Linked DNA regions of Mus musculus: regions 1, 2, 4, 5, 6 and 7 are each linked to region 3. A link is a contact called in public ChIA-PET, HiChIP or PLAC-seq and promoter capture Hi-C data. All regions are on one chromosome and are shown on one strand. Each heading gives the region's core, a stretch centred on a gene start, on an enhancer-like site or on the middle of the called end of the contact. The rest is flanking DNA. Distances are from core to core; before and after follow the strand shown. Region 1 has its middle 22 kb from the start of Ptma. Region 2 holds the start of Cops7b (COP9 signalosome subunit 7B). Region 3 holds the start of Eif4e2 (eukaryotic translation initiation factor 4E member 2). Region 4 overlaps Gm41908 (a long non-coding RNA gene). Region 5 overlaps Pde6d (phosphodiesterase 6D, cGMP-specific, rod, delta). Region 6 overlaps Cops7b (COP9 signalosome subunit 7B). Region 7 holds the start of Ptma (prothymosin alpha).

Region 1 (3,526 bases), core at 697-3,196, 710 kb before region 3:
TTAGAGGCGGAAGGAGAGCGGAGAGCGCTGCGGGTGGGGTAGGGGCGTGATGTGTGCAGCGTCTAGACCTGTCATCCGGGCACCCTGGAAAGAGCCCCTTCCCTCTGCCCCACCACTTAACCTAGAGGGCATGGAAATGGTGTGAGGAGCCCAAACCCCGGCTTCCTTCTGTTAGGGTTGAGGGGCTCAGGGATTATTCATGGGACTTGGCTTAGTTCTTACTGGCACCCTCTCCCTCTGAGATAGGTCAGGCGCTGAGGCCCACCCTGGCTGGCTGGCTGGCTGCTGGGCTCTGGCTCCTCGCATGCGTCTGGGCTCTGGTAACCTATGCATACTTGAGCACATTGCAGGCTTTCCCTTTAACAAAGATCCCTCCTCAGGATCCCACTTAATCTTCACAGCAGCCTGGAACACAACCCCACATCTCACTCACAGCTGAGGAACCACAGCCTTAAGGGGCTTGTGTGTGGCTAGACAGGCATACACATCTTATGCATGGAGTAGCCCTGGGGTTTAAAAAGAGCCTATTTGCTCTTACCCTCTTGCTCCCTCCCTCCCCATTCCCTTCCCCCCTCAGCACGTGGTCACGGCAAGCCTCTACTATTCTACTCTCTCCTCTGCCTCTACTAGCCTTTTAACTCCCCTCCGATGACCTGAATAAACTCTATTCTATACCAAAAAAAAAAAAAAAAAAGGCGTATTTTTTACAAATATTTACACACACACACCCACTATAGAGACCATGTTTAGAGGACAATTTCTGAGTTCTCTAACTTCATTATATGAGTGAGTCCTGGGGATCTAACTCACCAATTTGAGTCTCCCTGGCCTTCTCTTTCTTCAAGGAGTTTTGGTATAAAGTTCCTCCCCGACCGACCTCCACCCCTGCACCATCAGGCCCTTGGTGGCCAGCTGTGGAGAAACTGCCTGCCTCTAGTGGATTATGATCCCTGTACAAGAGGACTCTAGAGGACTGGTCACCAAGCCTGCAAGGTACCCTGACCTGAGTCCAGTTTTAGGTTCCTACCGGGAAGGGGGGGATGGTGTACGGGGAGAAGAGGGGAACCAGCAAGACCGGGCCCTGGGGCTCTTGAAGGATGGGGGTGGAATGGGACGTGCCTGGGCAGACGAAGTGGGGACAAAGAGGGCCCCAGCACACCTGGCGGCCTGCAGCCCGCGCCCGCCAACCCAGATTCAAAGTGGAGTAGAGGCTGTGATTGGTGGCCGGGCCCAGAGCCCCACCCCTCTCACCTCTTAAGCATCTGGGAAAGGGGAACCTTGTTGAGAAAGGCCCCTCCTCATGTTCTTAACCACTCTGCGGTGGCCTGGCTAGTAAAGGAACCTGGTTCGCTCTCCCTCGTGCCTCAAGCCTGGCTGGGGTTCTGGGGGTAGAGCTCCATCACTACTCTCGGACTTACAGGGCCATCCAGTCAGACTTCCCTGACTTGACTTTCAGACTATGGCCTCCTCCACTTCCTTGTCTTACCCTGGCCCCCACTCTTTGAGTGATCCCTGTTCTCTGGCCCTTCTCCCAGTACAGCCACCACCCTCGGGACAGCTTCCCGGGATCCGGTCTCTTCACGCGTGCACCCTGTCACTACAGTGGCCGTCGAGCTTCTCCAGGAGGCGGTGTCTGGAACTCGCTACACGGTCCTGACACCCCCTTCCTGCAGCAGGGAGGAGGGCGGGTAGTTTGGTACATAGCTCTCCGGGTACCGCAGGGATGCAAGCCCAACGCCTGTGTAGGCGCCCTCGCGGGTGCAGATGGCCGCCTACGGAGCAGGTCCGCACAGGGGGGCCCGGGGGCGGGGGAGTTGCTAGGAGCTCAGATTTCGGCTTCGAGGGGCGGGGCTGGTGCCGAGGCCGCAACCAATCCCGTCTCGGCCCGGACTCCCCACCAGCCGCCAATCACCGTTCGGCCAACCTTCTGCCCGCCGTGTCCTTTGTTCCCGCTGGCCCGGTGGCAGCCGCGGGTCTCCGGCCGTAGGACTTCCGCCCGCGCGGACCAGGCCATGTGCCGCGTAGCTGGGCCCGCTAGGGGGCCTCCTGGTCTCGCCGTCAGGTGGCCTGTTCGTGTCCTTGCACACAGTCTCATCTGCCCTGAGTGGTTCCGGAGGGTCCGGACAAAGCGTTTTGGAAGGCGGGCTTTAGTTTGGGGCGGGGAGGTAGGGTGGCGGCGGCACGGAGGAGCACGGGACCTGGGCAGAGGTCCAGCTCTGGCTCCACCTTTCCTTCCTCGCCCTCAGCTGCGCTGCCTATGCTGGCGGGGTTTTCCCATGCACAGCTCTCATATCCATCCGCCTGCGAACTCCTGGCCGTCTTTGGTGTGCATCCTGTGACGTTCCTGGAAGTCGCAGGTGCCTCTCGCAGGTCCTCTTTTGTCAGAGAGTCTAGGATATCCTTAACTGTGACCCACTCGGTTACCTTGACCTGGGGATCACAGATCAAGGCAGGGCCAACCCACCGTGGAGTCTCAGGCTTTCCAAACTTCAACAGCATCTCTAACACGGCACTGGCGGCCTTGGTTCCTCCTGAGACTTGGTTCCTCTCTCTCTGACTAAATTGGAGCCACCGTTTTCTTATCTGCAAAATGGGGTCGATTACAGTGTTGTCACCTTTATTGCTTTTTTTGGTTTTGAAGACAGGGTTTCTGTGTATAGCCCTGGCTGTCCTGGAACTCGCTCTGTAGACCAGGCTGGCCACGAACCCCACCTGCCTCTGCCTCTGGGTGCTGGGATTAAAGGTGTGCACTGTTTGCCTCCACACATCTTTTGACCAGGCGGACTCCTGTCCTCTGCTGAACAGCTCGTGTTCCTCCGGCTCCAAAACCTGGGCGTTGACAACGGGCTCTCTGCCATATAGCTCTGCCTGCCTTTCCTGTAGACGGGTAGAATTACTTTTGTTGAAGCCTTTACTAGGGGTCTAAGGGAGCAGCAGGTCATCTCCACGTGTCCCCTTACAAAGATGTGGGGCATTGAGCACAGTCAGGACAACAGACCCGGCGGCAGTTTGGCTCTGCAAACATGCTCTGCAAACAGGCATAAGGGCGAGTGATACATGCTTCTTGCCTATAGCCGCCTTTTTGACTTTGCTTTGGTTCCTTGCCCTCCCTGGTTCCTATGGTGTCCCAGATGGATTAATATCACCAAATTGAAGGAAAACTTAGGACCAAGAACAACAGGAGCTGCCTCCCTCCCTCTCAAGGATTCCCCAGGGCTCTAGCTTCTAAGTCATCTTGGGGGGTGGAATTGGAGGAGCCAGTTGGGAAGCATTGCAGGGAGGAGCAGGGAGGGCAGAGAGATTGACAAAAGAGGCCAGCTGCTGTTTGTACACAAGCCCTAAGTTGATAATGAGTGAAGGGGTGGGGGAAGGGACAGGGTGATGGCTTGGCTGGGGCCTCTGCCAGCTCAAGAGGCTGTCCAGAGTATGACTGGCCCACTGCTGGCCCTCCCGCTCTGGCCAGTGCATAAATCTGCCCACAACACAGTGCTAGAAGCCTGGGGCTGGGTGGTGGGTAATGAGTATC
Region 2 (3,747 bases), core at 1,053-3,552, 630 kb before region 3:
AACCCATGACCCCGTTTATGCTTCCAGTCTATCCGTTCACCACTGTTCACACAGTGGTACGTGGTTCTTGTGGTGTTGTTTTTGATTCATTCTTTTTTTGGAGTCAGCCTAGATTGGTCTTGAACACATGACAATCTCTTGCTTCAGTCACCAAGTGCTGGGGTTATAACCATGATTTAATCATGCCTTGTATGAATTCTAGAATTTACGTTCACCTTAGTTTCTAACCATAGCCAAGCAATTAGATATTGGAAGATGTGAAACAGGTCTTGAGACAATGCAACAGGTTGTTCAGAGAACCAGTTTAGGGAAGCCTAAACCTCCAGAGGCAGGAGCTGGGTAAATGATGGTTACATCCCACAAAGGGAGGCACTTAGGAATATTCCATATTGTACAGCAGAGATTAAGGTCAACAGAATGTAAAACTGGAATATATTTCATCTGCATTTTATGGTGACAAATAGTCCATCAAAACACACAGCTTCTAGCTGAAGGTGCTGGCCACACCCTGAGTTCTAACAGTTCCAGCACTCAGGAGGCAGAGACAGGTAGACAGCCTGGTCTACACATCAAGTTCTGGGTCAGCCAGAGCTACACTGTATGACCCTGTCTCCAAAATAAAACAAACGCTTCGAAGTTTTCTCTCTCTATATAAAGAGGTTGCAAAAGTCACAGTGTAGCTACAACAGGCCTGAAGCAATGGTTTCTTTTCCTCCTCTGGCTTCTCACTTTCTTCCTTTTTGAAGCAGGGTCTCCTATAACTAAGGCTGGTCTTGAACTCTATGAAACTCTGAGGATGACCTGAATTCTGGATCCCCCTGCTTCCATCTCCCAAGTACTGGGATCACAGGCATTCAACACCAAGTCCACCGAAACAACGAATTCTGATATCATATGGTGTCCTCAACACAATCAAGTAATTGTGAACAGCTTCACCATAATAAAGCGTTAACCTCAGCAATGCCAAAGATAATTTTGCCGGGAGTCGGTTCAAAACCAAAGTACCTCATGCATCTCACACACCTCCTATTTCTCATCTCGCTGGAAAGAGAACTTGAGATGTTAATGCTCCAAAGGCCAACAAAGTGTTAAGATGGGGTCCGTCTTTAATTTCTCTTTCCCCACCTCTCCACTACTCCAGCCCTATAAGAAGCCACAAGTGAGGAAGAAAAGTTGTGAAAACAAGACGGATGTGTGTGTGGTGGGGTGGGATGGGGTACATTATCCCCCACATACAAGGTCACTTGCTTGGAGTCACTTTCTCCTGCTCCCACCCTGGGCTTCCCGCCAAAGTCGCTCCTAGGCAGGCTAGGAGGCCAGCTTGCTGCACTCCCTCAGCCTCTGCGTGGGGACTGCAGCCCCCTTCTGGCCTCCCGGCCTTCAGGACCCTAATTTCAAATGGGAACTCTTCTCGCAGTAGCCAGGTCCCGGGGCTCCTCCACCTCCATCCTCCCCCCCGCCCCCCCCCCCCCCCAGGCTCCATCAACGTCCCCTTTCTCCCTCAGGGTGCCCCTGTGCCTGCCTCCCGTTCGCGGTCCCTCCCGGGGGCCCGGCACACAGTTCCTTTCCTGCCCCTTCTCGTAGCCCTTCTTCCCCGGTGCCCACCTGACGCCCCTGCCAAAGCCTGGCTCCTTAGAGCCACGGCCTCCTCCCAGCCCCGCCCCTGCTCCCGGGCGGATACAGTTTGAAGCCTCTCAGGATATCCCTGGCCCGCTCGTCCTTGGCTGACATGATGCGGCGCCTGCCGCCCGCGGCCCTCCCACGCTGGCTCCGCGGGGCCTCGCAGACGGTACCCAGGAACCGAGGACAGCCGCAGCCCGGCCGGACACCTCAGGTGAACAGCGGTGGCGGCCAGACCCGAACCGGCCTCTCCCTCCCCTCAGCTCCCGCTCCTGATCCCTTCTCCTTCCCTCTAGTCGTGGAGCTCCCGCCTTGAAACCAATGACAAGCCAGCCTTGGCGATTGGCATCTTGAGTAGCCAATAGCAACGCTCAGCGGCTTCGCTCGGGGACGGAGAGCGTCAGTGGGAAAGGCCCTCTTGGAGAGTCCCGGAGGACAGAATTTTCTTTCGTGTTGTTGCCTAGAGTTTGTCCCAGAGGAGCGATGGCTTGAAATCTTCAGAGGCGTTTGAGATGCCTGCTCTTGTTGCCGGGCACACTAGTGGTCTGAGACTATGGCAGGCTGCACTGTACAAGGTGGCAGAAACTACATTTCCCAGCATCCCAGAGAGCACAGGCGATCCCAGCGCACCATTAGAGGCCAGGGACTACAAGTCCCAGCATACTATGCGCTCCATCTTTTTAACTTGGGTTCCAGTGTGCCGAGCAGTGTGCACATATTTGAAATCCTCCTATGGGGTTGGTTTCTGAATCCTGTTACTTGAAACCCAGCAGGAAGGTCTTCTTTTACCCCGGAGACGTGACAACCCACCGACAGTTAACTTCTGTTTACATGGAACTCAGGAGTCTGCAAACCATGGTAAGACTGCAAACCACCAACAAAACCACATATTAAGCCACGAGAGATAACAGAACAAAATGACCTCCTCAAATAGTGTTAGTTTATTAGTCTGGAGTTCATTTTTACTTGTTTTGCAGGGTTTATGTTATATTTCTGCTTTGGACTGGGTGAGCTAAAGATTGTTTATACTCAATGTTAGTACAGGAAGACTTAAAAGATTTTGCCAATCCAATCTCTTTATCTTTTGTTTTTAAATATGAGGAAATAGAGACCCGGTGAGGCAGAGACTGGCCAGAGAGCACAGCAAATTGACACAGTTAAAATCTGGCTTTACATCTACTGACCTGTCATCTAGTATCTACACTACACTAGGGAGGTAATATTTTTAGAAGCATGGCAATGTGATTGTTTTTCTCCTTAATGAACAGTTTCTGAACTAGTGTTGAAACACCCAGAAAATAGGAAAGCATTTATTTCATGGATTTCCTGAAAGGAGCTGGTGTGACAGTCCTTTATCCTCAGACTAGATAGGTCTTGCTATTTTTATTTGCTTTTTTGACATTCAAGTTGACATTTAATGATTGTTTTTCCCCCAGAAAGTAGATAAAGTTGGTTTAACCCTCTGTTTCCTTGGAGACGCCTGTGTCCTTCCTCTGGCCTTCTTTCCTGTTCTTGTTCCCACTCCACCCATTTGATCACCCACCCATTTTGTTTGTTTTTCTTCCAAGTAACTCAACAAACCTTGTTTTGGTTTTTGGTTTTGGTTGGGTACTGAATTAAGTAAAAGATAGGCCACTGTTATTCAGAAGATACATAACTGATTAGGGAGATAAGGAGATTCAAGATGGAGTTGACAAGTGGCATAAAAGAAAAGATATCAGAATGCCACAGAGGATTACTTGTTGGCCTTTTAGTCAAGATCAAGTGGAGAATGCCTTAGAGGTTCTGGTGACGTGCCTTTAACAGCTGGCAAAACTTCATGGTGGAAATGACATTTGAACTTAAAGCAGTGGTTCTCAAACTGTGGGTCAAAAATCCCTTTGGCAAACCGCTATCTCCAAAAATGTTTACATTATGATCCATACAGTAGAAACATTACAGTTCTGAAGTAGCAATGAAAATTATTTTAGGGATGGGGGTCACCACAGCATGAGGAATTGGTTTTTTGTTGTTTTTTTTTTGGGGGGGGGGGGAGACAGGGTTTTTCTCTGTGTAGTCCTGGCTGTCCTGGAACTCACTCTGTAGACCAGGCTGGCCTCGAACTCAGAAATCCGCCTGCCTCTGCCT
Region 3 (4,036 bases), core at 415-2,914:
CTTTCCCGGGGATCTGGGTTGGTTTCCAGCACCCATGTAGCATCTGTTACTCCAGTTGCAGGCGATCCAACACCCTCCTCTGGCTTTGCAAAACGCCCATGCATATAGTGCAGACATATGCACAGACAGAACACCCATATACACAAGATAGAAAAAAAAAAGCCTTTTTTTTATGGAGATAGGGGTGTGGGATCTAAGTACAGAGTCTTGGCTTTTATGAGGTCTAGAATTTTTAAAAGTGTAACCCATTTTAACTAGCAAGGTTCTTCTAGATGCCACAGCACAAATGTGTACCTTCAGCAGTACGTCCCATTCGTCTAATGTAATACTTCCTCCCACCCCCACTGATCACAAAGGATTTCTTGAGTTTTACTATCTCCCCCCCCCCCATTGTTAGAAATTCTTCACAGTATGGATAGTCAAGAGGCACTGTTCAAAATAAAATAAAATAAAATAAAATAAAAAACAAACAAAGCCAGGCAGTGGTGGCACACGCCTTTAATCCCAGCACTTGGGAGGCAGAGGCAGGTGAATTTCTGAGTTCGAGGCCAGCCTGGTCTACAGAGTGAGTTCCAGGACAGCCAGGGCTACACAGAGAAACCGTGTCTCGGAAAAAAAAAAAAAAGGCCCTGTTCACCTGACCCACATTTCACATGAGCAAGCTGGGGTCCAGAGTAAGAGGAACTCTCTAGAACACTCCTTTATAGGGTTCAAATTTCCATCTCTGATCCAATCTCAGACACTGTAAGAAAGACTCCTAGCCCTGCAAATTCCTTTCGTCCTCTCTCTTCTCAAAAGCCAGAGTACTTGCAAGGCTAGGCCCAAAGCCACTGGGCTGGGTGTGACAGGAGAGCTTCCTCAGCCTCCCTTACATGCCAGGCAATAGGATGATCCCCTGAGGTCTTCCTGAGGAGAAAAAGCGTGACCTTGCTGAGTGACCAGGGGACAACCACGGGCCAGTCCTGGGACACTTTCCTCACCTGTAAATACAGGCACGAACATCAATTTCTACCCCTCCTCTCTGGTGATTAAAAATAAACATCTAACAATGTAATATGTTCAGCAGATGGGTCAGGAAAATGCGTGCCTCATAGCTCTGGAGTTACATCACCAACTAGGGAATTTATTCCTGTGTATGTGATGTGGTTTTGGACAGTCCTTAGGAGTGTGGGGACAATGACTTCAGTTGAGGAGGCAATGATGAGTGAGACCATCTCGGTCCTCAGTAAGTTTGTCACCCTGGTTCGACTCCCCCCACCCCCCACTTCACCCAATATATAGGGAAGGTCTTAATGTATCCCAGGCTGTCCTCGAACTCACTATGTTGGTTAGGCAGGTCTGGATCTTCCTGCTGCCATTTCCCAAGAGCCAGAATTGCAAGTTTGTTTGTAGTGCTCTCTCGTCCTCTCCAAACACCAAGAGCAAAGGATCAACTGCCAGAGAATACCATTTACTAAAGGTTACTATGCCTGACATTTTCCCCCTGGAATCCACGGGGAGGTTAAAGTGGATGGCCGGCAGCCTGCGTAGACAATGCTCAGTGCAAGCAGCCACACCAAGACAGCCCCGGTCGGAACAAGCGCTGTCGTCCCGGGCCACCCGTCCGGGAAAGAGGCCCCGCCCAAGGCCTGAGCACTGACGTTCCGCTGAGCGCCTCGCCAGCCAACCGGAAGTAGCCGGGCCCTTAGCGATGGGACCCGGTAGAGCGGAAGTCACTCCGTGAGGCAGTGGCGACAGCGGCGGCAAGAGGATGAACAACAAGTTCGACGCGTGAGTGGCGCGTGGCCGACCCCGGGGCCCCTTCCCCCAACCGTCCCCCGGGACCGCTCCCGCCGGGGCCGGGCGCGCCCTCAGCCGAGCCGCTCGCTCCCGGGCCGCCGCAGCCCGAGCCTTCCTGCGCCCGCGGGCCCGACGGGGCCGGGAGAGCGCGGCCGAGGTCGCCGGGACCCCTGAGCCGCTGGACCCCGGCGCGGCACGGGCCGGGGGAGGGGAGGCCGCGCCGCCCGGAAGGAGATTTTCGGACGCCCCGCCCTGGTGGGTGCGGGCTGCCGGCGGCGTGGAGGGGCGGGACCTCAGCGCTTCGGGTGTTTCCGCAGCCTTGCTGCCTTCTCTCTGAACGCGGCTTCCCTCCCGCACTCGCTCGGCGTCCTGGGAAGGTCACCTCTCCCTTCCGAGCCTCGATTTTGTCTTCTGCAAGCGGGGACGGTAACAGAGCCCGTGTCGTAGAGTTGGGCAGCTGCGATGAGGTAATGGGGCAGCCGCGCTGAGTACTGTGGCCTCTCGAGTACGGAATGCTTTTCATCTGAGATTCTTCCTGCTTCCTCCCCGACCACCACCCTCCCTTCATCCCCCACCCCGTCCCTGTCTTTCAACTCTTAGTGGCTGCCCACCCCTGCATTCATCTCCAATTCCCGCAGCGAACAGTTGGGAAGTACAGAGAAGAAATATGTGTTGGGGTGGGGGATGGGGGGGTGAGAACATTCCCCTCCTAACGATTAAATCTTTTAGCATTTAAAAGTAATTTTCGTTTTCATCTAGCCCCACTTAAGTTAGTGTTTCACAAGAATTGTATCCCTGGGTAGATTGCAGTGCTCCCTCCTCTCTATGGTTTGTAGTGATCAAATCTGGTTTATCATTCAAAGGCCTACATTTTTAGTTTTAAGCCCACCAGCTGTTTGACAGTACAAAAGTCCTCCAGTCTGAGCCATCGATCTCACCTCTGTAGTGGTTAGGACCGGAAGGACCACATCACGCTCTGCAATACTTAGAGGTACTGTGTAAAATGCTGAGCATGAGCTGTGAAGGGAAAGTGGACTCACTGATAGGTGGTGAAGCTGCAGGTTTTCAATACAGTGAGTTCAGAGGTGCAGACTCAGGAAGTACTGGGATGGGGATTCCAGTTGTACAGCCAGCTCTTCCTTAGGTTTTCATGGTGGCTGAGTGAGCTCTGCTTCTTGAGAAAAGACCTGATGTCTTCTCCACCTTGCTTATTAGCAGAGTCCAGCAGGATAGAGATCCATTGGTCTCCTGTCATAGGCCCTGCAATACCTAGCTTCATACCTGCAGCCCTTCCTCCCTTCTTCTCCTATTGGAACAAATCAAACTGCATCCTAAGAAGATAGTTTTTAGGTTGCCTGTCTTGAATAAGGATGGTTATGTTGGCCACTGTCGTCGTCACTGTTCTGTTGCTGTTGAAGAGATGCCATGACCAGGCAACTGTTTTTTTGTTGTTGTTGTTTTTGGGGGGTGGGGGTGGGGTCTGAGACAGGGTTTCTCTGTGTAGCCCTGGCTGTCCTGGAACTCACTCTGTAGACCAGGCTGGCCTTGAACTCAGAGAAATCCGCCTGCCTCTGCCTCCCGAGTGCTGGGATTAAAGGTGTGTGTCACCACTGCCCGGCCGGGCAACTCTTATGACAAGTTTTTTCTTTTTCTTTTTTACTTATTTATTTAACTAACAAGGCCACACACCTCCTAATCCTTCCTAGCAGTTCTGCTCCCTGGTGACTAAGCATTCAAATATATGAGCCTATGGTGGTCATTCTTAGTCTAGCCACTGCAGCCACCCAGAGGCATCCCTGTGGATTTGTTTCCTAACTTTTTAGGTTAGCATAGAAAGTAGCAGGTTCTATTAGGACACCTTCATACTCAGGCCATTACTTTGTTCTCCTTCTTCCCTGCCCCCACTGGACTCGCTGTGGTCCCTCTCTAGCTCGCTTTTTTTCTTCTAGCTGTCCCCCAAGTCCCTATTGCATGTATTATATTCCTCTCTATTTCCCACTAGCTTCTTCCTAATAACTCTGCAAAAGAGATCTTGGCATGTTTTCTGATAGTTAAGGAAAATGAGGCTTTTCAAGGTTAAGTAACTAGTGCAAGATAGCCTAAAGGGCCAGCTCAGGCTCACTCTTCTACTTTGTTCAAGTGTCTTTATCAACATTTGCTGGGTGGTTTAATTGTTTATAACTATGAGCTGTTGTAAAGAGTAGGGTCTTTTAATGCCCTCTTCCTCCTTCTTCTTCTTTTTTTCAATTATTTATTT
Region 4 (3,866 bases), core at 319-2,818, 580 kb before region 3:
CACACGTGTTCATTTGTCTAAGACTTGCCTTTCCTATCCTGGAGGAAGATTCTTTGTCCTTTTTGCTGCTCTGGCCGTAGTTTCTACAGGCTGCATATCTAGCAAGTCCTTCCTGAATGACTGGAATAGACTGTAGTCACATCTCAGAAAACACAAGGCTTTGGGTGGTGGCTGTCCCCTACCTGCCTTCTTCCCAGGCACCCATACCCTGACCTCAGGAGGAGGGTGGATTACAACTCATTGTGTTTTTACAGATGCACTTCAGAATTATTTAGACAACTTTCCTTAAAAGTTCATTGATTTTGTTTGTTTGAATCAGGGTCCCACGTAACCGAGGCTGGTCTCGTGTATAGGAGGGTGACTTTGAACTTCTGATATCCCCCAGTCTTCTGAGTGCTGGGGTTGTGGGTATGTGCCATTTTGTCCCGTTTATTTGGTTCTGGGAATGGGAAGCAGGCTTTCTCATGCTCTGCCAGCACTGACTGAGCTACCTTTCTTATATTTTCCTCAGAACTCCTAAGAGGAAAGCAACCGATTTATCAATGTTTGTCACATGTCCATTCACTTTAATTATTATTTTTCTTGAGATGTCTCACCGTGTTGCCCTGGTTGGCCTCAAAGTTAGGCTCCACCTGCCTCAGCCTTGTGAATGAATGTGGTCACGTGAGTGTGCCACCTTGCTTACCTCAAGAAGTTTTCATTTCACGGAGTGAGATTGGTCTCAGCAAATGGAATCTCCTTCCTGCTCCTCTGGCCCTGACTTGTCTTCAGCTGTTTCTCATTGCACTGGGCGGAGCGGATCCTTTCTTAAATAAACCTTTCATTAGGGAAGACATTCGGGACTGCACAGAATATTTTAAGAACACAACCATGAAAGTGACACATCTCTGCTTCTGGGATGCTGCCAGTGCAGTACTTAGAGGAGATTCATTGCTCCCAGGGCTTACATTAAGGAGGGAAAAAAAGAGAAACCATAAATCAAGCCCATGCCTGGTGAACCTTGTTCCCTTTAAGCTGCAAACCAAGAGAAAGGAGAAAAAGGAAGTAATAAATTTAAACAAAATGGAGGAAGAGAGAGTTGATAAACTTAATCATAGGCACCTGGAGGAAGTGACCTTTGTGCAGAGCGGGGCAGTATGGGACAGGGGTGGGAGGACAGGGTCTGCCAGGCATCCAGGTTCTTCCTTTTGTATATCTGGGGGCAGATGGCTTTGGAGAATGGGGCTTCTGTTGACCCTGTGGCCACCCACTGGCGTGGACTTCAGACTGAAGTTTTTGTCCCAGTCAGTTTCTCAGTCATATTTGGAGAGAGAATAGAATGCTCAAACCCAGGAACGCACCCCAGCACCCCAGCGATGGAGAAGGCAGGGCCGAGCTTGGGAAGAACAGCAAAACCTCCCAATAAGTCTCACAGGGGAGCTTTCAAGTCCTTTATTACCACACTGACTTGATTTTTTTTTTCCCCCTCTCTAGTATTTAGTCAAATTCCTTTTACAATTCTGTGCTGATGGAGAAAAAGGCAAGCCCGTGGTTTTGTTTGCTCTCAGGCCAGAAGAGCACTGGGCTATAGGTGACCAGCGTGGACTCACTGCTTGGGCTGGACCCACAGGGTGTTTGGGGGTTGACTGCTTGTAGGGTTTAATATTATGCTCATTAGAAGGGAAAACTCCCTCCTAGGCAGTGAAAAAAAAATTAATAAGCCATTAGCTAAATTCTAAAAAGGAGCAAATGCAAATTAATACACTCTAGAAGAAGGAATGCACTAATGCAAAATATGTTTTACAAGCAAATGAGAGGACTGGATTCTCAGCAGTCTGCTTGTATGTTTTTGTAACAAAATGGAAATTAATATCTTCCCAGGGGCTCATCATCTATTCCTCTCAAGTCAATGTAATCTGCAGTGATTGTTTTTAATAGAGAAGAAAAAGCGCCCAGCTGCTCTTTTGAGCAAGCCAGCAGGACATCTTGGAGCAGATCTGAGCTCTGCATAGAGTCCCTGGGTGGCCTCTTTGTTTTACTGTAGAAGGAAGGCCAGCTCCTTTTCTCCAGATGAGGGTCAGTGTGGACCAGGCATAGCAGGTGCTAGCCTCCCTGGTGAGCAGAGATCTGGAGCAAGTAGCTCACAGCCCCCTGGAAAAAAACAATGGAGACCCACAGCCTCTTCTCCCTGAGTCCAGGGCCAGGAGACCAGCAGAGTCATCCAGAAGGCCCTGGCCAAAGTCTCTTGGTTGAAAGGACTATGTTGTGCCTGGCTGAAGCTAACGTGTTCTGGTGCATGGCCACCTTGGTGATGTGGGGTTTGGGACAGTCATAGAGGTGACCGGAGACAAGAGAATCCTAGGAGTCTAAAAGAATTCTTGAGTGTGCTCCAGCAGAGGCAGCATCAAAAAGGGCCACAGGCATCCTGCTGTGAGGCTAGGTATAGAGTAGTAACAGCCAGAGAGACAAACTTGTTAGCTCACTCCCACTGTGGGTTTGAAGACCTTGTTAGTGTTATGCTTTCAGATGGGAGGAAGGAACTTCCTGGTGCTAGAACTTGTCGACTTGGTATTAGAACCCCACTGGGGATGCAGTATGGCGCCTTGTATGGTAAGCTGGTATAGCGACTGATGCTTTTTCTCTGCATGAACTTAGCGCTTGGTGTCAACTTCCAGTACTTTGCAAAATCAAAATATCCTGGGCAGCTTTAAGAAAGGACATATTTATCACAAATATAATCGGTGTGAATTTCAAAGCTCTCAGACAAACGGACATCACACACACACACACACACACACACACACACACACACACACAGAGCACGGAATTTTTCAAGAGCCATGCATAGTACATTGCTCATATTCCATTGGCTGGAATTTAATCACATGGCTGCACCTAACAGCAAAGGAAGCTGGGAAATGAAGTCCAACAACACTCAGAGGAAGATGGTTCTTGAAGAGAAAAAGAACTTGTGACTCTAGGGGAGGAAAAAAATCCTTTCCCTTCTACCCTTGTAGCTTCTCTTTGGGATTTAGATTGGCAAGATATGGATTAATGACAGAAAGACAAGCAAGTGATTATTAACAGGTGGACCCTGAACACACAAATGGGTCGCATAGGTGAGTGCTCTTAGACAGTGAAGTCTATGTACTCAACGTAAAGGGAAAAGGGAAGAGAAAGGGCACAGATGGAAAAGCAGGTGGCCTTTTTTTTTTTTTTAATTTATTTCTTTATTAGGTATTTTCCTCGTTTACATTTTCAATGCTATCCCCAAAGTCCCCCATACCCACCCCCCCAATCTCCTACCCACCCACTCCCCCTTTTTGGCCCTGGGGTTCCCCTGTACTGGGACATATGAAGTTTGCAAGTCCAATGGGCCTCTCTTTGCAGTGATGGCTGACTAGGCCATCTTTTGATACATATGCAGCTAGAGACAAGAGCTCCGGGGTACTGGTTAGTTCATATTGTTGTTCCACCTACAGGGTTGCAGTTCCCTTTAGCTCCTTGGGTAATTTCTCTAGCTCCTCCATTGGGGACCCTGTGATCCATCCAATAGTTGACTGTGATCATCCACTTCTGTGTTTGCTAGGCCCCGGCGCAGGTGGCCTTTTGAAAAAATAAATGACTCCTGTACTGGCTGGCTTTTAAAAAAAATGTTTAATTAATTAATTAATTTTGTCAACTTGACACAAGCGAGAGTCATTTTAGAAGAGGAACATCATGACACCATTGCATACACTAGCAAGCGTTTGCTGAAAGGACCCTGATATAGCTGTCTCTTGTGAGACTAGGCCGGGGCCTAGCAAACACATAAGTGGATGCTCACAGTCAGCTATTGGATGGATCACAGGGCCCTCAATGGAGGAGCTAGAGAAAGTATCCAAGGA
Region 5 (3,920 bases), core at 241-2,740, 650 kb before region 3:
TGCCACTAGCCTCTGACTTTCAGAAAGAAAGCATTCTGGAAACCTGTGCTTTGTTCCAAGAAAGATCAGGGTCAAGAATGAAACCCAAGTTTCTATCAGCACAAAGCTCTTTATCCTTTCAGTTTTCCGAGGCACAAGGGATAAGCTCTTGTTAGAACCACACCTCCTGAGGACAGATGGGGAGAGTCCAGCTCTCCCCAAAGTTAAAAAGTTTAAAAGAACAAACCTCAAGAACTGGGAAGACAAATGTTAAAGGGCATGGGATGGACAGGCTTTACTCTGTGTGTTCGTGACCTGAGCTGGGTGCAGACAATGTACTATACTACAATGTACAGATACTACAGGTATCTAAGATTCTTCTTGAAATGAACATGAAATTAAGCTTATTGATAATATATCTATGTTAATAAACTGATTTCCAGTCAGAAAGCAACATCTAGGAATATACAGATATATATTTATAAGCATGCATGCATGCCTGCCTGCCTGCCTGCCTGTCTATCCAATCATCCAGCTTATCTATGACAGGGTCTTAACTATGGCTGGGCTGGCTTGGAGCTCACCTTGTGTAACAGCAGAGTGGCCTTGACTTTACAGAAATCTGCCTGCTTCTGCCTCCTCAGTGTTGAGATGAAAGGCACATACCATCACACCTAGTTTAGGCACCTACAATTTCCAAACTTTGAAAAAAATTAAAAAAAACATGGTCTCTTAGCTAAACCTCTTAACATGTTTTAGTTGAAATCTGACCCTCCTAATACAGTCAAAAAGAAAGGCCTGTGCCTCCATCCCTTGCAAGACCCGTTTAGAAAAGAAAAAAAAAAAAAAAAAAAAAGACAGACAAACTATAAGCAGGGCCATGAGCTGCACACCTTTTAATCCCGGCTCTGGGGAGGCAGAGGCAGGCAGATCTTGGAGTTTGAGATCAGCCTGATTGATCTACAAATGGAATTTCAGGGCAGTCAGGGATACAGAGAGAAACCTCGTCTCAAAAATAAAATAAAAAAATAAATAAATAAATAAAAGTAAAAATTGAATCTTAAAGCTTTGATAGAATTTTACAAGTCCACAATAGTTTTCTTCCATTTTTCCTCTTAAACTCCAGTGTACTTATCTATTTTACAGTTTAAACTTACTGGTATAAAACTATGATTGATATTAAAAAAGGTAGGATTAATTCAGATTTGAAACTGACCAAACCATGTTGTATTATAACAAGGTTAATTGGGCATTTCATTCATCTAGCATTTGCTAAATGGTCGTGAATGTTGGGTTCAGGCTCTGCTGTGGTTCTCAGAGTCTCCTCCAGGTAGAGAAACTACCAGGTAGGAGAATTACACTGCACTGTGAGAAGCCTGATCTGTAAGAGAGGTTAGTACAAAGTGCCATAGTTGGCTCCACCCTGAGGAGGCCTTGTGAGATAAGATATCTATCAGTGTCTAACACATGCTGACTAACCTGTATCTCCTTTCAGTCTTCGGCCATACCCAGGTGTCTCCTTTCTTCCTCATTTGCATACCTGGACAAGATAGCCAAACTGATAGGGCTACAGTTTCAGGTAAAGACAAACTCAGACTAAAACCACTCAAGGAAGCTCACATCTTGTCCATACTATATACTATTGGGACAGCTCCAGAAGTCTTTCTGCATTGGGATATAAGATCTTTCTTTAAAAAAAAAAAAAAGGGAAGAGGAGGAGAAGGAAGAGGAGCAGCCAGGCATGGTGGCTCATGTTTGAGCCTGAGGCAAGAGGGCTGCTGTGAATTTAAGGCTCACATGGATAATGAGTTCAGGTCGGCTGAGCTACATAGTGAGACCAGGTTCAAACCCACTTTCACACTTTTCTCCAACCCCCTGATCAAGCCAGTTGCCAGGTGTGGTGAACCATGCCCTCAGGAGGCTAGGGCAGGAGGGCTGGTGAGACCGCCCAGTGGGTAAAGATGATTGCTGCATAAGTCTGATGGCCTGAGTCTAATCCCATGAACCTATGTGGACAGGTGGAGGGAACTGATTGTCACAGGTGTGCTGTCTGTGGCACACTCTCACAGTGCACGTAATGAGCCCTTGAGCACACACAATAAAATAAAAATTTTCTGGAACTGTACATTTCTGAGAAGTTTGTAGTTCTGGAGGGTGGAACCAGGGCCTTATACATACTCTACCAGTGAGCTACATGCCCACCTCAGAATGACTTTAAGTAGATCATTGTTTCCTTTTCTTCTTCCTCCTCTTCCTCCTGGCTTTTTAAGACAGGGTTTCTTTGTGTAGCCCTGTATGTCCTAGAACTCAACTTTTGCTTCAGGCTAGCCCCAAACTCAGAGACCACCCTTCTTCTCAAGGTGTGGCCACCTCATCTAGCAGTAGATCTCGGCTTTTAAGGTTGGCACTTACTTCCAAAGGTTTGCCAAAGAGGGTACCCTTACTTTTTCTTTTTCTCAGTGCCAGAGCCCTCCGCACGCCAGGCAAGCACTCTGTCGATGAGCTGCTCCCCAGTGGCTTTGATGACCTTGGATCACCATGCAGCTCAACCAACCACAGACTGTCAAGGTTTTCAAGATGTTCTGCTTGGAATTTTCTAGCTTTCTATGTAAGACTCAGAATTGTCTTGAACACAATTCCAACTAAACTAAGGATTTAAAAGGGAAAATTAGAAACACAATTCCCTTCAGTGGTACACAGGTGATATCTAAAGGCCATTAACAATTCCTGGGCTACAGCACTTGCCGAGGGTGTATGAAGCCCTACATTCAATCCCCAGTACTGCAAATAGCAAACAAAACAAAATCCTCCAAAGTGAACCTTTGCTGCACGTGGCAGAGCATGCCTACAACCCCTGCAGGTGATGCAGGAAATCAGGAGTGCAAGGACATCCTTGGTTACACAGCAAATCTGAGGCCTGTCTGGGCCACATGACACTTTTTAAAAAAATTTGATAAATACCAATGGTTCAACTTTGGCTGCCTGTTAAAATCAGAGCTTGCAAACTCCCCACTCAAGCCAATCAAATTACAATCTCTGGAGGTGGAGCTCAGGCATCACTGGTTTTCAGGATTCACCGTACAGGGGCTGGAGAGATGCTCAGTGGTTAAGAGCACTTACTGCTCTAGAAGAGGACCTTGGTTAATGCCTCTTCTGACCTCAACAGGCTCATGCACTTGTGTGGTCTCTGTAAAAAAAAATATATATATATATATATATATATACACACACATACATATTCTGGCACATATACATACAATAAACATAAATATTAGCTGGGAGGTAGTGGCACAGCCTGCAGTCTGGTCTACAGAGTGAGTTCCAAGACATAGCCAGTGCTACACAGAGAAACTCTGTCTTGGAAAACAAAACAAAAAACCAAAACCAAGCTCCAAACTAATTCACACACACACACTCTCCCTCATTCATTCATATATATATATATATATATATATATATATATATATATATATGTGTGTGTGTATATATTTTTTTTTATATGATTCCCCATGTGATTGTACTAAAAGCCAGGCTGGGGTCTACTAATTGACAAGTACTCCAAGTACTGGGGATTGACTGCAGGGTCTCCAGCATGCCAGACAGGCATTCTATCACTGAGCTAGCACCCTTATCCATTTTCTAGTCTAGTTTAAGACAAGACAGGGATCTCCCTAAGTTTTCCAAAATGGCCTAAGCTTGCCTCAACCTTCTAAGCAGTTATAAGTGTGCTAGCATGCTCAATTAGGCCTGGCTTCCTTAAACTCTCATGAACCACAAACTTCAGTGGGTCTGAGCTACAAACTGTCATTCTATATTTCTAACCAGTTCCCAAGTGAGGCCAAAGCGAATACCCAGAAGCCAAATTCTGAGTAGCCCTGTGATTCTGGAAGGAAAATTATCTTAAAGAACAGAAAGAAAAGCATTCCCATCACTGAAGTCCA
Region 6 (3,694 bases), core at 428-2,927, 610 kb before region 3:
TTGGAGGGCAGTAATTTGGGTTGTTCAGAGAAATGTGATGCTATTTTAGTGGCATGGTTAAAAAGTGGGTTGATCCAGTGTTAAAGTATTCCTGTGTTCCTTATTTGCTGGTCCATATGCCCAGATAGCACTATACCTAACTGTAGGTTAAGTTTGATTCCCAAAATGTGTTTGATCACTCCCTAATCACATGCTCTGTGGAAGAGGGGCTCTGTTATTAAATAAATGTGGCACTCCCTCCCTGCATTCCATATCCTCACTGAAGTTCATTAATGAGGTCTTGGGAGGCATCTCTGGGATGAAGCCCATGCCCACATTGATCTCACTACTAGGTCTTTGTGGGTATTGATCTTTCTAATGGGATACGTTTTGGGTAAGTTTTGGTAAACAAGTTCTTCTCAAAAAAAAAAAAAAAAAAAAAAAAACCCTAAGAGTGTAGAACACCTCCCAGCCTCATAGATATTCCCACTACTCTCTCTAGACCCCAGACAGGAACACACTGTGAGCAAGTTACTGTTCATCTTTTTCCCAACTGGCAAGGTAATTTTGAAATGCAATTTATTTTTTAATTTAATTTAATTTTTTCCAAGGCAGGGAGGGTTTCTCTGTGTAACCCCAGCTGTCCTGGAATTCACTCTAGACCAGGCTGTCCTTGAACCCAGAGATCCACCTGAGAGCATCGGCCAGGAAAACACAGCTATATCTTGCCTCCATTGTTCTTACTGTGATGAGTTCAGTTTTGCTCCCTGGACCAATTTTTCTCCACCCCACCATTTCTTATTCTACATCTTCCATCTCCAGTGCCTGTATGTGACAAAGAATTTTATATCCCAGGGAGATCCTTTCTGGTTCCAATGTCTCTTTCTAACCATCAGCTTTTTCTGTTTTTAACAAGCAGGCTTCTTGACACTTGCCTGCCTTTTCTCTCTCTGCTTCCTCCTCCTGCCTTCGCCCCCCCCCCCCCCCCCAGCTGCTTTTTCTTTTTCATCAAGGAGACCATTGACCTCCAGCTTTCTGACCGGCTTGCACTGCTGAGTGTTCTCTCAGCTTTCATGGCACTGATGCCCCCAGGCCTTTCCTGTGTTTCTCCGCCAGCCTTAAAAGTTCTCCAGGGATGTGTTAGGTTGCTTTCTGTTGCTATGACAGAAATAACTTGAGAAAACGGGAAGCTTCAGTCAATGGTCCCTGGCCTCCATTGTATCTGGGCCGTGGCGGGGCAGAGCATCATGGTGGAGCTGAACTGCTTATTTTTAGGCAGCTGTGAAGAAAATGAAAGGAAGGACCTGGGACAAGATATATCTCCCCTCCAGCCAGGCTCCATCCCATATCATCTCCACTGCCCTGGACCAAACCACAAGCCTTCAGGGAGGAGAGCACATGGCAGATTCCGACTCTAACACAGACTCCAGTGTCTGTGCTTGCTGGGGGTCCACTGTGACCCTTCTTTGCTTGTACATGCCCTCCATAGGTTGTGTGGCTCACCTCTAACACCCAGCTCTCCATCTGTGGTTGTTCACTGTGAGAAGCACAGCCAGCTGGCCATTTCCCCATGTGTTGTCAATAAGTGAAGTTACTCATCCAAGTTTCTTGTGGTTGCCATAATAAAACACCTCAGGCCATGTGTCTTTAACAACAGAATCAATTTTCTCACAGTTCTGGAGGCTGCGAGTCCAAGGTCATTGTGTTGGCAAGATCAATTTCTCCAGAGGCCTGCGTCCTTTGTGTGCAGACGGTTGTCCTCATGTCTTCTCTGTCCTCACAGGACCTTTTCTCTGTTTACAGATCAAGTTCTTCCTTCATGATCTCATTTCACTCTTTCCTCTTCAAAGGTCCCATTCTAAAATACACTCAAAAAGGGTGGAGGCCTTCAAAATGAATGTAGGCACAATACAGTTCATAATAGTCTTTACCTAACTGAGAATTTGAAGTTTTGATTCAACCATATCTTTCTTGTTAGAACCAATCCTTTTCCTACCTCCCTTGCCACTCCAGGAACTTGAAAACTGCTCATCAGCATCCTTACTGGGTTTACTTGTGTGCTAGGAATGCAGCCAGAGGTCAGAACATATAAGATTACAGGAGAGGGAAGCCAACTGATGCTTGTAATCCCTGCACTCAAAGTGATGCAGGAGACTAGCCTAGGACTAGCCTAGTTTACATAATGAGCTCCAGGCCAGCTTGGGCTACAAGTGTGAGAGTCCTCAAAACAACAGGATAGATGGAAAGAAATTAGAGATGAGTAGAAGTAAACTGCCTAGTCAAAATTACAAATCCAAGCTTTTTGTTTGTTTGTTTGTTTTGTTTTGTTTTGTTTTTCGAGACAGGGTTTCTCTGCATAGCTCTGGCTGTCTGTCCTGGAACTCACTTTGTAGACCAGGCTGGCCTCGAACTTAGAAATCCACCTGCCTCTGCCTCCTGAGTGCTGGGACTAAAGGTGTGTGCCACCACGCCCGGCTCTCAAGCTTTTTTAAGTATACAAAAGGAAAAGGGAAAATACCCATCAAACCAATGAAAGACAAATGAGCAGAGAGGACCACAAGAGCTTAGGATCATTAGTTTAAATGGCAATTTAAATTGACAACAGTTTGCTGGAAAGAAATGGATGATCATAATTTATTCATGAGACAAGGTAATCAAGAAATTAAAGATTGGGAAGGCTGCTCGTGGTCAAGCCAGATGACCTGAGTTCTGTCCTGGACGTATGTACGCTACTGACTTCTTCAAATTGTTTTCTGGCTAACAGGAGCACCCCATGGCCTGCAGGCCCACACTTGGGCACACGCACACACTAAAGTGTACATTAAAAAAAAAAAAAGAGCCAGGCTTAGTGGCACACATCTCTAATTCCAGCACTTGGAAGGCCAGTGGGTCTCTGAGTTCAATCCCAGTCTGGCCTACATACAAGCAGACATTTTAACACCCCTCAACCGAAATTGTGATTATGATGATGAATGACAGGGCAGGGAAGTAGCTGTCTGACAGTGCAAACCCAAACAATAAAAACAAAAACCATAGAAGGTTCACCTTCACGAAGCCTCTGGAGTCCTGCTCATTTATTTTTAAACATTTTTAAAATTTTTAAAAAGATTTATTATATATGCAGCATTCTGCCTGTGGACCAGAAGAGGGCACCAGATCTTATTATAGGTGGTTATAAACCACCATGTAGTTGCTGGGAATTGAGGAAAGGATGGGCCATCCAGAGACTACCCCACCCGGGGATCCATCCCATAATCAGCCACCAAACTCAGACACTATTGTACATGCCAGCAAGATTTTGCTGAAAGGACCCTAATATAGCTGTCTCTCATGTGAGGCTATGCCTGTGCCTGGCAAATACAGAAGTGGATGTTCATCTATTGGATGGAACACAGGGCCCCCAATGGAGGAGCTAGAGAAAGTACCCAAGGAGCTGAAGGGGTCTGCAACCCTATAGGTGGAACAACATTATGAACTAACCAGTACCCCCAGATCTTATGTCTCTAGCTGCATATGTAGCAGAAGATGGCCTAGCCGGAAAGAGAGACCCCTTGGTCTTGCAAACTTTATATGCCCCGGTACAGGGGAACACCAGGGCCAAGAAGTGAGAGTGGGTGGGTAGGGGAGCAGGGTGGGGGGAGGGTACAGGAAACTTTCAGGATAGCATTTGAAATGTAAATGAAGAAAATATCTAATAAAAAATTGGGGAAAAAAA
Region 7 (3,644 bases), core at 1,025-3,524, 690 kb before region 3:
TACTAGGATAGCGGGAGCTCTGACCATGGCTTATTTGATAACTCTAACTTCCTTTCTAGAACCTATGGATTTTTTTTTCTTTGTATGAGCCAAACACTGTCATGAATACAGCAGGAGGTCCGTAAGCTTAGCTTGAACATAGATAGTGCTTCTACAACCAGATGCGTGGGCCTTCCTCCCTTATGGTAGAGGCACGGGCATGCACAAGACTAGATAAAGCAGTTCTTCTTCGAGGGAAGTTCATACTTATCCAGCTTCTCACTGATTGCCACCTTGCCTCCCTCAGCTCTCCCAATCCAGAACTCAGAAACCACAACTAAGATGTGGGTGGTATAGGCCAAGCTCTTTGTGCATCTGGGTTTTGTAGATGGAACAATCCTCTAGAGAATAACGGGAGCTTAATGGATAAGCACCAGGTAGAAAGCATCCTCCTTTCTGTTTATATTGAAGCACCGTCCCTCCCTATCTACAAAAAAGGGGTCTGGGCAGCTGCAGCTCAAAGGCCCTTCCCTGTTTAAGCTCCATATCCTCATCACAGTAAAGCCCGCTGGCGGGGGTGGGGCAGTTCGGACTCAGGCAGTTTGTGCAACCTAGGGCGCTGGGGCGCGATAACCGTCTCCGGCCATTAGTGTGCTCCGAGAAGAGCGAGACCCCGGGGGCCTTCACACCCTCCCTTGCCAGGGGCTGCCAGGACAGGAGCAACCGCTGGACAACGGGAGTGAGCGCAGGCCAAAGGGCGGCGGCAAGGCTTTCTCCTTAAAGGAAAAGCTCACACAGGCCCAAGCGGCTGGTGGCGGGACTGGCACGTGCGCGCGGGGATGCGGGCCGGCCACGTGCGGCTCGCGGGCCGACCCTGGGTCCAACTGCAACAGTTTCCCGACACTGCACGTTCCTCTCCTCTCCTCAAGCTCCGCATAGGGGCCTCCGGGTGAGGATGGGCCCAAACGCCGGGGGTGAGCCATAAGGGCAGTTCAGTCTCCTCGCCTCGACCTCAAAGCTCTAAGGGACTTGGCACCCATTCACCCTCCCCGATTCAAGACTCCGGGTTTTCCTCACTCCCGATTCCACGGCCCCCAGGAGACAGACAGCAGGAATGACCAATGGCAGGGCGCAAAGCGTCAACTTTGTGTTCGCCCGCCACTCTCAGCCAGTGTGTGCGGGTTTCTCCCAAGTCCCGCCTTCCGTGTCGGGCGCCCCCTCCTGGCGACACACAGTCGGACGCTATCTGCCGCCATCTTGAGTGTGGCGAAGTCGTTTCTCCGAACCCGTTTATAGCCATTCTGGTCGCTCTTCTCACAGGGCAAATTCCTTAGTTCGACAGCCAAGTGAGACAGCGCTAAAAATGGAGTAATATAGTATTTTGAAGTTGTTCGCGTGAGCCGAGTCGCCACGTCACGCCACGCTTGCCGAGTCCAACGCCATCTTGAGTGTGGCGTCTTTATGGTTTTTCTTTTCTCAGGCTCCGCGTGGTACCGTAAATGGCTCAAGTTTGAAGGAACCCCTTCAAGGACTAGTCCTAATGGCCGGGGAGACAAGTTTCTCCCAGTTGCACACTGTTCATATGCCCACTGGAGCCTGCAAAATGTTAGGGGAGAGGGGTAAACTCGATGGCCGGGCGGGGCTCTGGATGATGTTAAGAGCTGTCGCGACGGCAGTGACCTCTTACAGCAGACGCTGACCAGAGAGCCCTGAGGCGCGACACCGCCTTGTGGCGTGAGGCCCCAGGCCTGTCTCGCTCGAGGACACCGGGACTTTCGCATGAGTCCCCCCAAGTGTGCAGGGCGCGAGGCCCACTCCGGAGCTGACCCTGGACGGCGGGACAGTGGTGGGCGGTGGGGATCACTAGTGTCATCGAGGCGGAGGGAAAGGAGGACGGGGCGGAAGGTGCGAGTCACAGTCACCCCGTTGTGTGGACTGATGTTCACTTGAACTGGGACAACTTGCTCTTCGGTGCGGGCAGGTCCCGGGCGCGGGAACCACGCGGGACACCGCCCGGGGCAAGCGCCGCCCATCGCTCGCCTTCCCCTCCCCCTCCCCCTGGCGGGCAGTGCTCCCGCTCCCCCTCCTCCCTCCCTCCCCCTCCTTCTTCCGAGCAGTCGCGAGGGAGGGGGAGGACCGGGGCTGGGCGGGCAGCTTTGCCGCGCTTTAGCTTTCTGCGTCAGAGGCCTTAGCAAAACAGCTGCGGGAGCGCGCACGCGCGCGACCCCCCTCCGGCGTGGCGAGACCCAACAAAATTCAACACTCTGAATGACAGTGCGGCGGGGGACTGCGCAGCGCGCGCCAAGCCGAGGCACTGCCGCTTTAAGCTCACTTGCCCATTGTTCGGAATCGAGCCAATGAGAGGACGCCCGCTCCCTGCGCTCAGCCAATAGCGCCGGGACTAGGGTGGCTGAGCACCGCCCACTAATCTATATTAAAGCTTCTGGCGCCGCGTGAGTCCCCCACTGGCTGCTCCGAAAAGCCATCTTTGCATTGTTCCTGGGTCGTGCTCCGCGCTCGCTGCAGCCACCTTCGCCGCCCACCGCCTCCTCCAGCGCGGACTCCGGCAGCTCTCTCGCCAGAGTCCTCGAACTCGACTTTTAATTCCCTCACTCGCGGCATCGGACCACCGGCGTGCCCCACCATGTCAGACGCGGCAGTGGATACCAGCTCCGAGATCACCACCAAGGTGAGGCTGGACGCCGCCCGCCCCCTCGGGGTCTGCGCGCCGTCGCCCGGGCGGCGTTGGGGCGCGTGGTTGCGGGCTTTCAGGAAAGCATCACGCAAACGCTTTTCCAGGCGACCCCGCCACCCTCCAGCGGCGCGATGGCCCCGGGCAACACTCTTTGTGTGCGGGGGAGGGGGCGCGAAGCGGCGCGGGCATTGGTGCCGCCGTCGGGAGCTGGCCGATGGCCTGGGGTCGCCTCGGAACTCGGACGCAAACGGGGAGGGCCGAGACGCGGATTCTCGAAACTTGTTTGCGAATGGTTTGAGCGCTCTCGGGGCCGGGGTCGCGGGGCCGCGGCGCACGGAAATAACTTTGAAACTCCGGCGCGTCCGCAGTCGGAAGTGTGGGGGGCGCGTGTGCGGCGCCGGCGAGCTGAGGGCGCCCGCGGCCGAGTCGCTCTTTGTTAGGCGCCCGGGTTCGCGCCCTATAGCGGGCCGGCCACCGGTTATCCGGGATGACGCGGATGGGGCGGCGTGCTGCGCTGGGGGGATTCTGACCGCGACACCTAAGGGTCTGGTCCGCAGCCACGGGTGAACGCGGGTGGTCGTGTTTGTCCCCGCGGCGGCGGACCTCGTCGCAGGGTCAGTCATTGCTGACGGGGTTGGGCCCGGGCGGCGAGCCCACGCGAGAGGGGGAGGAAATAGAAAGTGAAGCTGCGGAGCGGCTGGACGCCCCCCCACGGCTCCCCAGCTGCGGTGGTGCCGTGGCGGTCTAGAAGCCCGCGCAGCACCGCGGTCCTGGCTGGGGTCCTGAGGCAGGGGCTCGCCCTCCCGGTGGAGTCTTCTCCACCCTCAGCCGTGTTCGGTTCGGACTCGTTGCTTTCAAACACCTCGATGTTCGCACCCCGCTTGTCCCGCAGTGGGGACTCAGTCCCAGTCGCCTTGTTTCTTTAAACTCCCGTGGCTCGCCATCTCCCTCGGCTGGTGCGACCCCGTGC

Evidence for each region. Promoter capture Hi-C pulls out the DNA fragments that hold promoters and counts their contacts. ChIA-PET counts read pairs in DNA pulled down with a chosen protein or histone mark. HiChIP or PLAC-seq counts read pairs in DNA pulled down with a chosen protein or histone mark. Capture Hi-C pulls out chosen DNA fragments and counts their contacts.
Region 1: a contact with region 3 is called in an H3K27ac HiChIP or PLAC-seq map of cardiomyocytes, with 4 times the contacts expected there. The contact joins the enhancer-like site here to the promoter of Eif4e2 in region 3. A contact is called at or near these places in 4 of 39 promoter capture datasets (the 3T3-L1 cell line, cranial neural crest, hippocampal neurons and 1 more), 5 of 115 datasets of contacts at active chromatin or transcription factors (astrocytes, bone marrow-derived macrophages, cardiomyocytes and 1 more) and 2 of 9 other capture datasets (embryonic stem cells and embryonic tail).
Region 2: a promoter capture Hi-C map of adipose tissue shows a contact between it and region 3. The contact joins the promoter of Cops7b here to the promoter of Eif4e2 in region 3. A contact is called at or near these places in 22 of 39 promoter capture datasets (the 3T3-L1 cell line, 3T3-L1-derived adipocytes, the C10 cell line and 15 more), 5 of 484 Hi-C or Micro-C datasets (B cells, CD4 T cells, the HPC-7 cell line and 2 more), 31 of 115 datasets of contacts at active chromatin or transcription factors (the 230-238 cell line, bone marrow-derived macrophages, craniofacial prominence and 17 more) and 4 of 9 other capture datasets (adipose tissue, liver, macrophages and 1 more).
Region 4: an H3K27ac HiChIP or PLAC-seq map of acute myeloid leukemia shows a contact between it and region 3, with 7 times the contacts expected there. The contact joins the enhancer-like site here to the promoter of Eif4e2 in region 3. A contact is called at or near these places in 10 of 39 promoter capture datasets (the C10 cell line, the HPC-7 cell line, cranial neural crest and 6 more), 1 of 15 datasets of contacts at CTCF or cohesin (the NIH/3T3 cell line), 1 of 484 Hi-C or Micro-C datasets (bone marrow-derived macrophages), 21 of 115 datasets of contacts at active chromatin or transcription factors (the 230-238 cell line, acute myeloid leukemia, bone marrow-derived macrophages and 14 more) and 3 of 9 other capture datasets (adipose tissue, liver and macrophages).
Region 5: an H3K27ac HiChIP or PLAC-seq map of trophoblast stem cells shows a contact between it and region 3, with 4 times the contacts expected there. The contact joins the enhancer-like site here to the promoter of Eif4e2 in region 3. A contact is called at or near these places in 16 of 39 promoter capture datasets (the 3T3-L1 cell line, 3T3-L1-derived adipocytes, the C10 cell line and 11 more) and 6 of 115 datasets of contacts at active chromatin or transcription factors (bone marrow-derived macrophages, embryonic basal ganglia, embryonic hindbrain and 2 more).
Region 6: a contact with region 3 is called in a promoter capture Hi-C map of trophoblast stem cells, with 6 times the contacts expected there. The contact joins the enhancer-like site here to the promoter of Eif4e2 in region 3. A contact is called at or near these places in 18 of 39 promoter capture datasets (the 3T3-L1 cell line, 3T3-L1-derived adipocytes, the C10 cell line and 13 more), 3 of 484 Hi-C or Micro-C datasets (the HPC-7 cell line, cortical neurons and embryonic fibroblasts), 17 of 115 datasets of contacts at active chromatin or transcription factors (bone marrow-derived macrophages, craniofacial prominence, differentiating embryonic stem cells and 12 more) and 2 of 9 other capture datasets (adipose tissue and pancreatic islet).
Region 7: an RNA polymerase II ChIA-PET map of memory CD8 T cells shows a contact between it and region 3, with 32 read pairs. The contact joins the promoter of Ptma here to the promoter of Eif4e2 in region 3. A contact is called at or near these places in 7 of 39 promoter capture datasets (the 3T3-L1 cell line, 3T3-L1-derived adipocytes, cranial neural crest and 3 more), 11 of 115 datasets of contacts at active chromatin or transcription factors (astrocytes, bone marrow-derived macrophages, effector CD8 T cells and 3 more) and 1 of 9 other capture datasets (macrophages).

Annotation. Positions count from the first base shown.
Region 1 is chr1:86,502,300-86,505,825 of GRCm38.p6, forward strand. No RefSeq gene overlaps it. Among named protein-coding and RNA genes, the nearest start is that of Ptma, 22 kb to the right of the region's middle. Within about 2 kb of position 1,947, at least 425 of the 459 cell types and tissues checked have an H3K27ac peak or open chromatin away from gene starts, as enhancers often do. A contact at or near this core is called in astrocytes, bone marrow-derived macrophages, cardiomyocytes and 4 more, where this site is marked.
Region 2 is chr1:86,580,619-86,584,365 of GRCm38.p6, forward strand. It overlaps Cops7b (COP9 signalosome subunit 7B), which reads left to right and starts at 2,303. Exons shown (of 8, transcript NM_172974.3): 1 at 2,303-2,478. Pde6d (phosphodiesterase 6D, cGMP-specific, rod, delta) reads right to left here and starts at 2,167. Exons shown (of 5, transcript NM_008801.3): 1 at 1,682-2,167. The coding sequence starts at 1,731.
Region 3 is chr1:87,212,250-87,216,285 of GRCm38.p6, forward strand. It overlaps Eif4e2 (eukaryotic translation initiation factor 4E member 2), which reads left to right and starts at 1,665. Exons shown (of 7, transcript NM_001039170.1): 1 at 1,665-1,770. The coding sequence starts at 1,751.
Region 4 is chr1:86,632,068-86,635,933 of GRCm38.p6, forward strand. All of the region lies in intron 1 of Gm41908 (a long non-coding RNA gene), which reads left to right. Among named protein-coding and RNA genes, the nearest start is that of Gm41908, 6.9 kb to the left of the region's middle. Within about 2 kb of position 1,569, at least 62 of the 459 cell types and tissues checked have an H3K27ac peak or open chromatin away from gene starts, as enhancers often do. A contact at or near this core is called in the HPC-7 cell line, the NIH/3T3 cell line, acute myeloid leukemia and 4 more, where this site is marked.
Region 5 is chr1:86,561,446-86,565,365 of GRCm38.p6, forward strand. The region is part of intron 1 of Pde6d (phosphodiesterase 6D, cGMP-specific, rod, delta); the gene reads right to left. Among named protein-coding and RNA genes, the nearest start is that of Pde6d, 19 kb to the right of the region's middle. Within about 2 kb of position 1,491, at least 11 of the 459 cell types and tissues checked have an H3K27ac peak or open chromatin away from gene starts, as enhancers often do. A contact at or near this core is called in trophoblast stem cells, where this site is marked.
Region 6 is chr1:86,606,579-86,610,272 of GRCm38.p6, forward strand. It overlaps Cops7b (COP9 signalosome subunit 7B), which reads left to right. Exons shown (of 8, transcript NM_172974.3): 8 at 1-250. Among named protein-coding and RNA genes, the nearest start is that of Gm41908, 19 kb to the right of the region's middle. Within about 2 kb of position 1,678, at least 7 of the 459 cell types and tissues checked have an H3K27ac peak or open chromatin away from gene starts, as enhancers often do. A contact at or near this core is called in liver and trophoblast stem cells, where this site is marked.
Region 7 is chr1:86,524,283-86,527,926 of GRCm38.p6, forward strand. It overlaps Ptma (prothymosin alpha), which reads left to right and starts at 2,275. Exons shown (of 5, transcript NM_008972.3): 1 at 2,275-2,668. The coding sequence starts at 2,624.